Regions from separate parts of the Mus musculus genome. Here regions 1 and 3 are each linked to region 2. Evidence: chromatin contacts called from public Hi-C and promoter capture Hi-C data. All regions are on one chromosome and are shown on one strand. Each heading gives the region's core, a stretch centred on a gene start, on an enhancer-like site or on the middle of the called end of the contact. The rest is flanking DNA. Distances are from core to core; before and after follow the strand shown. Region 1 holds the start of Cyp2d40 (cytochrome P450, family 2, subfamily d, polypeptide 40). Region 2 holds the start of Cyp2d10 (cytochrome P450, family 2, subfamily d, polypeptide 10). Region 3 has its middle 57 kb from the start of Cyp2d40.

Evidence for each region. Hi-C and Micro-C count contacts between places; a contact is called where the count stands out from the background. Capture Hi-C pulls out chosen DNA fragments and counts their contacts.
Region 1: a contact with region 2 is called in a promoter capture Hi-C map of liver, with 2.8 times the contacts expected there. The contact joins the promoter of Cyp2d40 here to the promoter of Cyp2d10 in region 2. A contact is called at or near these places in 2 of 39 promoter capture datasets (hippocampal neurons and stem cell-derived epiblast-like cells), 1 of 115 datasets of contacts at active chromatin or transcription factors (astrocytes) and 3 of 9 other capture datasets (adipose tissue, liver and macrophages).
Region 3: a Hi-C map of liver shows a contact between it and region 2, with 2.9 times the contacts expected there. The contact joins the enhancer-like site here to the promoter of Cyp2d10 in region 2. A contact is called at or near these places in 1 of 39 promoter capture datasets (embryonic stem cells), 1 of 484 Hi-C or Micro-C datasets (liver), 1 of 115 datasets of contacts at active chromatin or transcription factors (kidney) and 3 of 9 other capture datasets (adipose tissue, liver and pancreatic islet).

Annotation. Positions count from the first base shown.
Region 1 is chr15:82,762,854-82,765,553 of GRCm38.p6, reverse strand. Cyp2d40 (cytochrome P450, family 2, subfamily d, polypeptide 40) reads left to right here and starts at 1,432. Exons shown (of 6, transcript NM_023623.2): 1 at 1,432-1,632. The coding sequence starts at 1,444.
Region 2 is chr15:82,405,894-82,408,593 of GRCm38.p6, reverse strand. Cyp2d10 (cytochrome P450, family 2, subfamily d, polypeptide 10) reads left to right here and starts at 1,400. Exons shown (of 9, transcript NM_010005.3): 1 at 1,400-1,660; 2 at 2,516-2,687. The coding sequence starts at 1,472.
Region 3 is chr15:82,705,436-82,708,135 of GRCm38.p6, reverse strand. It overlaps the pseudogene Cyp2d38-ps. Among named protein-coding and RNA genes, the nearest start is that of Cyp2d40, 57 kb to the left of the region's middle. Within about 2 kb of position 1,290, at least 2 of the 459 cell types and tissues checked have an H3K27ac peak or open chromatin away from gene starts, as enhancers often do. A contact at or near this core is called in liver, where this site is marked.

The DNA of each region.
Region 1 (2,700 bases), core at 183-2,682, 360 kb before region 2:
GACCTGAGCAAGTGTCTTCCTAATCCACATTCTGACCATGAACCATGCTGTTGTCCTGACTCCCATGCAGGTCTTTTTTCAGGACTGGTAGGGGCTCAAGAAAGACCTTTGTATTGGTTCAAACCTATGATGCCGTTCTAGGGAAATGTGTTCTAGGGAAATGTGTTGAGCAGGGCCAAAAATCATGGATAAGAAAAAGGCTTACAGGATTCAGGCCTCCAATAAGCATATAGTCACCCACAAGCTCCAGTGACTCAGAGGTGGTCAGTGCTAGGGTTGCACAGGCAGCAGAGAGGAGGAGGTCCGTGTGTACTCATTGCTGTTGGGATGCATGGTGTGGACTCTGCTCAGCCCATGCCTCCCTTCTGCCAGGTACAGCAGAGAGAGCATTAGAGAGCCTATCTAATAGGGTTGCTCTGGGTCTTCTGAGACTTTGATCTTCAGAGATCTGGATCCAGCAAGGACATGGACTGAGCCTCTGTTGACACTCGCAAATGGTGAGTTGGCATGTGTAGTGTGCCCAGCAATTCCCGGCACAGAAGCGCCATTTGTTGGAAGACTTAGGAGTCATCTTTCCTTATTCCTCATAGCAGCCCAGCCTGACTCGTGTCCTCTGGCCCTAAGACAAATGTTTCTTACCTATGTTCACGTGGAAGACTGTTGCCAGGAGAGATTGAACCACCAAGAAACATAGGTTAACTAAGAGACTGAGGCCAGCATGACAAGAACCTGACCCAATTTAGTGACCCCTCAAAATTCTCAGACCATTGCTCAGCTTCCTCAGACTGGGTTTGAGAAATCCCATATTGTATGTCTTGCTCCCTAATCAACTGGTGTCCTGTACTGAAGATGCCACTGCTCCAGATGCACTTCACAACTCACTCACCAAGGGGGATCTAAGTACCTTCCCACCACTGGCCCTCACTCACCCACAGGAATCTGAGCTGCTCTCCCCCAATGCTCTTCCAATGCCAAGAGGGGCTCCAGCCTCTTTCCCTCAACTGTAGAAGACAGCTCCCACTGCTCACACACCCACAGACGCCACTGACTGGATGCCACTCAACCCTTGTGTCCTCTCAACAAAGTGTTCTGTGAAGGTCTAGGAGGTCTCATTTTTCTCTGAGGCAATGTTCAAGCTCCCAAAGCTTTGAATGTGAATTGTATCTGAAGATTTTTCAGCACTCAATGATCAGACATCTGCCTACCATATTTAGCCTAGCAGAATCAGCATGCTCAGCTCGTGGAATGGACTGATCATCTCTGGCCTGTCTCTACACTTAGCCAAACAAAACACAGGATTGGGGTTGGGGGCAGAGGACAAAGGGCAACCTGGACACTCCTTTATAAGGTGGTAGGATCCAAGCTTGGGTCTTCCTGATCCAAGGTGTTTGATGGAGTGTTGTTCATTGGCCTAGGTGAAGCCTGGGAAGCAGTGGGGCAGCCATGGAGCTGCTGACTGGGACTGACCTGTGGCCTGTGGCCATATTCACAGTCATCTTCATATTACTGGTGGACCTGTTGCACCGGCGCCAGCGCTGGACTTCTCGCTACCCACCGGGCCCTGTGCCATGGCCTGTGCTGGGTAACCTGCTGCAGGTGGACCTGGATAACATGCCATACAGCTTTTACAAGGTCAGTGACTTAGTGGTGTATCTTTATTGTGCTAATAGTGTCTGTAGTGTACACAGTGAAGGCCAAGCCACAGGTCCAACAGCGATCTGGAACCTCTAAACGGGCCAAGTTTGCTGATTTCTGGTTGCATCCAATGAATCTCTCTAGGGCAACGGATATGGGGGTCAAAGTCCAGAAGATGAATCAGGATGTGAGAGCAGGGTTCAGTTTAGTTGTAGAGATCATCAGCCATACAGGTTCCAGGTCTGTTATGGTCCTGTCAAAGATGAGGTCTTACCATTATGCAAGGTATAGTTAGCATGTCAGTCAGGACACTGAGTGCAGAGAGCAATGTGGCTGCCTGAATCTTTTGCTGCTGCTGTGTTCTGCAGCCTCACTGCCCATCTCAAGGAACCAGAGTTTCTTCATGTGTAATGAAATGCTAAGGAACTCCAGGACAGATTTCTGCCTCTTGCAAAGTCAACACTGGGAAGTCACATCTACTGTGATTCCTTTGCTGAACTTAAAAGATAAGACACTGCAGTGGTAGGCAGTCTCATGCCCGGGAGGGAGCTCTGTGAAGAGCATTTCCCCAGGATACATGAGGAGCAAGGTTCAACAACAGAAACAACAACAACAACAACAGCACACACACACCAAAACAAAAACACACACAGGTGGGCACACACATGTTTATACAAACAAATACACGGTAGAACCCACATGTGCACACTCAACTCCTTGCCCATGTTTGTACAGTGACCCTGGTTCTATGATATGTGCAAACCTACACTTCCTATGTGCTCTGTCCCTTTACTTCTTCAAAACCACTATGGTGACATGTTCAGCCTGCAGATGGGCTGGAATGCCATGGTCATTGTCAACGGACTGAAGGCAGTACAGGAAGCACTGGTGACCTGTGGCGAATACACTGCTGACCGCCCTGAAATGCCCATATTTCCACACCTAGGCTATGGACAAAAAGATAAAGGTACAGTGCAGTGTGGTGGCAGAGATGACATTAGAGTCACACAATGGGGACAGTGAGCAAAGGAAGATCAGGGTTCGATGTAGGTGTTAATGGAGTTT
Region 2 (2,700 bases), core at 151-2,650:
AAATAATAAAATAATAAAAATAAATAAATAAAATATTTGAAAGAAAAAAAAAGATGCAGAGTGCCCGCTGCCTGGCGCCTGACTTCGGCCCCCATGTCAGCAGATGCCCGCTTCCTTGTTCTTTGTAAAATTCCCCCTTGACCCCGCCCCTACTCCCCATGATGTATGCTTTTAAAACAAGGCACCTCAGCCTAATAAACGAGACCTTGTTAGGTACCATCTTCTTGGTCTCCTGCCTCTCCTTCCCTTCCTCCAATTTCCTTCCAGGCTTGCGGAACCCCTCGCACCCACGGGAGGGGATAATGCTCCAGCCTCCCTTCTGGCACATCGAAGGAGCAACAGAGAGAGCCTGCCTAGATTCCACAGTGACTTCCAAGCCTATGATCTTTAGAGGTCTGGAGCCCAACAAGGACAGAGACTGAGCCTCTGCTGACCCTAGTGAATGATGAGCTATGTGTGGGTGTACAGCAGTGACCAGCACACAGTAGCCATTTGTTTGAAGGCTCAGGAGTCATCATTCTTTTTTCCTCTTGGCTGCTCACCCTGGCCACAGACCTCTGGCATGAGGAAGAAAACTACCTTACGTATCTCCAGATGGAAGACTCTTGCCAGGTGAGATTGACCCACCACGAAACAAAGGGTGGATAAGAGACAGAGGCCAGCATGTGACACGTCCATGGACCAAATTAGTGCCCCCCCCCCAAGGTTCTCAGACCACTTCTCCACTTCTTCATACTGGGTCTGATAACTTCTGTGTTGTGTATCTTGCTGCCTGATTAATTGGATGATGACAGACCTATACTGAAGATGGCAGTGCTCCGGTTGTGCTACCCCACTGGACCTCACTTACCAGCAGAGCCTTTAGCTGCCTTCCCACCACTACCTTTCACTTCCCCATAGCAAGTCTAGGTAACCTCCCACTACTGGCCCTCACTCGCCCACAGGGATTTCAGCTGCCATTCCCGACTGCCCTGCTTTTGCCCATTGGGGCTCCAGCCTCATCTGGAAACAGCCTCCCACTGCTCACACACACAGAAGTGATTGACATGATGCCAGTCAACCCTCATGTCTGCCAGGAAAGTGCTCCATGAAGATCTAGGAGGTCTCATTCCTCTCTGAGGCAATGTCCTCAAGCCCTCTAAGATTTGCATGAGTAGCAAACCCGATGAATTTCCTGCACACAATGATCAGAACATTCGTCCTGAAGCAGGAGTCCACGAGATATCTGCCTACCATGTTCAGCCCAGCAGAATCAGAATGCTAAACTCCTGAAAGGAACTGAACATCACTAGCTCCTCCCTACAGGTGGACAAACAAAACACAGTGTTGGGGCAGGACACAGAGGACAAAGGGCAACCCTGGCACTCCTTTATAAGGCAGCAGGATCCAAGCTTGGGCCAGTCTGATTCTAGGTGTTACATTGAGTGTTGTTCATTGGTCTCTGGAAAGCCTGGGCAGAAGTGGGGTAGCCATGGAGCTGCTGACTGGGGCTGGCCTGTGGTCTGTGGCCATATTCACCGTTATCTTCATATTACTGGTGGACCTGATGCACCGGCACCAGCGCTGGACTTCTCGCTACCCACCGGGCCCTGTGCCATGGCCTGTGCTGGGTAACCTGCTGCAGGTGGACCTGGATAACATGCCATACAGCTTGTACAAGGTGAGTGACTCAGCAATGGATGGTATGTGAGGTTATAGTGTCCATAGTGGCACATAGTAGGGTTTGAGCCACAGTTTAGTGGCTAGATCTAGATCCCCAAGAGGGAATAGGCTTAGACATGTTTTTGTGGCAGCCACTGGGAATTTGTAGGGCAAAGGATTGGGGGAATAAAATCCAAGGGTGAAGCAAGGTATGAAAGGAATGTTCAGCCTAGTTGGACAGGACAGGAACTGTAGAGGTCCCAAGTACTTTATGTTCCTGTCAATGATGAGGTCTTGATATGCTGTGAAGTCTACCACTCCATGTCAGTCGTGACACTGAGTGGAGAGAGGGACTGTGGCTGCGTGAATCTCTTGCTTCTGTGTGCTCTCTGGACTCACTGCTCATCAAGAGGAACCAGAGTTTTTTTCACGTATATTGACATACTAAAAGAACCCAAGATAGGTTTCTGGGTCTGGCCAGGGAACTGCTGGGGTGTGACATCTACTATGACACCTTTGCTAAACTTAAAAGATAAGACACCACATTAGTAGGCCTCCTCACGCATGGGATGGAGCTCAATGAAGAGCATTTTCCCAGGATATATGAGCAAGGTTCAATAACAAGCAAGATACACACAAATAGATATGTACACATGCAAATACAGAGACAGAGAGATACATGGAGTCACATACACATATGCACACATACTTAAATTCACATACACAAACATGCATATGTAAACATACACAAATGTGCACTCACACACAAAGAAACTGCCTGGCACCCTCTCACTTTGACATTGTTGTGCAGTGAAACTGGTTCTATTATCTGTGGGCACCTCTACTTCCTATGTGCTTTGTCCCTCTACGTCAGCTTCAAAACCGCTATGGTGACGTGTTCAGCCTGCAGATGGGCTGGAAGCCTATGGTTGTGATCAATGGACTGAAGGCAATGAAGGAAGTGCTGTTGACCTGTGGAGAGGACACTGCTGACCGCCCTCAAGTGCCCATCTTTGAGTACCTGGGTGTGAAGCCTGGATCCCAAGGTAAAGGGCTGTG
Region 3 (2,700 bases), core at 41-2,540, 300 kb before region 2:
GGGCAAACAAGAAGGTTCAGGAGTCATCTTTCTGTTTTCCTCATTGCTGTTGGCTCTGACCATAGGCCTCTGATATGAGAAAATAGCTCCCCTACCTATCCATGTGAAAGACTGTTGCCGGGAGACATTGACCCACCAAGAAACAGAAGGTGAATCAGAGGCAGAGACCAGCATGTGACAAGTCCCTGTACCAACTTGGTGCCCCTCCCAATATTCTCAGATCATTTCTCAGCTCCCTCTGACTGGGTCTGAGAAATCTCGTGTTGTACATTTGGCTCCCTGATCAACTAGATGACCACACACCTGTACTGAATATGGCACATGCTCCAGTTGCCTTCCCCCACTGGCCATCACTTAACCCACAGGTATATTTCCTACGTTCCGCTATTACCATTCCCTCACCTATAGGAGGAGACAGTTTCCCACTGCTCACAAACCTATAAAAGCCATTGACTGAATGCCAGTCATCCTTCATGCCCTGATAAAAAATGCACTGTGAAAGACTAGGTCTCATTCCTCTCTGAGGCAATGTTCTCAAACTTTGCATACAAGATGTTTGTTTGCACACAATGATCAGATCATCGATCTTGAAGAAGTCTACTGGACATGTTCGACCATGCTCAGCCCAGCATGCCCAGTTCGTGGGAGGGAGTAAATATCACTGTCCCCCCTACCCTTGGCCAAACAAAACAGAGGATTGGAACTGGAGACAGAGGACAAAGGGCAACCCTGGCACTCCTTTATAAGGCTTCAGGATCCAAGCTTGGGGCTTCCTGATCCTAGGTGTTATGTTGAGTGTTGTTCTTTGGTCTCTAGGAACTCTGAGCAGCAGCAGGGCACCTATAGAGCTGCTGACTTGGATTGTCCTGTGGCCATATTCACTGTCATCTTGATATTACTGGTGAACCTGATGCACAGGCTCCAATGCTGGACGTCTCGCTACCCACCGGGCCCCGTGCCATGGCTTGTGCTGGGTAACCTGCTGCAGGCAGACCTACATAACATGACATACAACTTATACAAGGTTAGTAACTTAGTGATGGATGGTAACTGAGTTTATGGTAGTTGTTGCAGCACATTGTGGGAGTTGAGCCACAGGTCAGACAGGAATCTGGGCCCCCTTGCGAGCACAGGCTTAGAAATTTCTTTTGTGGCATGCATTGGGAATTTTTAGGGCAAAAATTTTGTGGGTCAAAGTCCATGAGGTAAAGCAGGATGTGACAACAGGCTTCAGGCTGGTTTGACAGTGTAGCAGTCATAGAGGTCCCAAGTCCCTTTGATCCGGTCAAAGATGAGGCCTTACCATGGTGCAAAGTCTAGTCCACCATGTCAGTCAGGACACTGAGTGGAGAGAGGGCTTGTGGTAGCCTGAACCTCTTGTCTGCTTTGAGCTCTTTGGCCTCACTCCCCATCTCAAAAAACCAGAGATTTTTCATGTGGGATGAAATGCTAAGGGACTCCAAGACAGTTTTCTGGCTCTTGTAAGGCCACTCCTGGTATGTCATATCTACAGTGATTCCTTTGCTGAACTTAAAATATAAGGTGCCACAGTGGTAGGCATCCTCATCCTAGGAATGGAGCTTAGGTAAGATCATCTTCCCAGGATATATGAGAACGAAAGTTCAGTAACAACCAAGACAACCACACACACACACACACACACACACACACACACACACACACACGCACGCACGCACGCACGCACGCACGCACGCACGCACACACACTGGAACCCACATGTGCACACTCCACACCTTGCCCATGTTTGCTAAGTGAGCCTGGTTGCATGACCTTTGGGGACCTCTAATTCCTATGTTCTCTGTCCCTGTACTTCAGCTTCAAAATTGGTGTGGTGATGTGTTCAGCCTGCAGATGATCAGCAAGCCTGTGGTCGTGATCAAGGGACTGAATGCGGTGGGGGAATTTGCTGGTGTCCTGTGGAGAGGGCACTGCTGAGTGGCCTGAAATACCCATCTTTCATCACATAGTCTGTGGGCCCAAAACTAAAGGCAAAACGCTGTGTTGGGAGCAGAGATGGGATCATAACCAGACATGGGAAACTGAGCAGAAGAAGATCAGGGCATAATGCAGGAGGTAATTTAGATAAGATTTTTAAAAAACCACTGAAATCCAATTGGCCCTCCTTATCATGCTCGAGTATGGTAGAGATGTGTTTGGGAGGAATGTGTGAGATTATGGGGGACACTGATCCCAGAAGAGAAGAGAAATGAAGGGGGGAGAGGGCAGCACACCCAGATATTCTTGGTTACACATAGACGTACCTGCAGGTGTGATCCTTGCACCTTAAGGGTGTGAGTGGCGAGAGCAGAGGTTCTGTGTCTATCCTGTGTAACTTCAGCCTGGGCAAGAAATCACTGGAACAGTGTGTGATGGAGAAGGCTGGCCACATCTGTGATGCCTTCACTGTCCAGGCTGGTGGGTGATGGATGTGGACAATATTCTGACTTTTACCTGCATCTCCACTCCCAGGGAGTTCCCTCAATCCTTTGTCCCTCCTGGACAAAAGCTTGTGTAATGTGGTTGCATACCTCATTTATGCCCATGAATCAGCACCAGGCAGGAAATTTGTTGGGTAGTAGGCATGGGGAAGTAAAGGGGGTGGGAAAGAACCCACGTCTCACCAGAATTCCCATGAGCACACTCTCCATGTGACCCTGGGTGGGTGTCTGACTGTGTGAA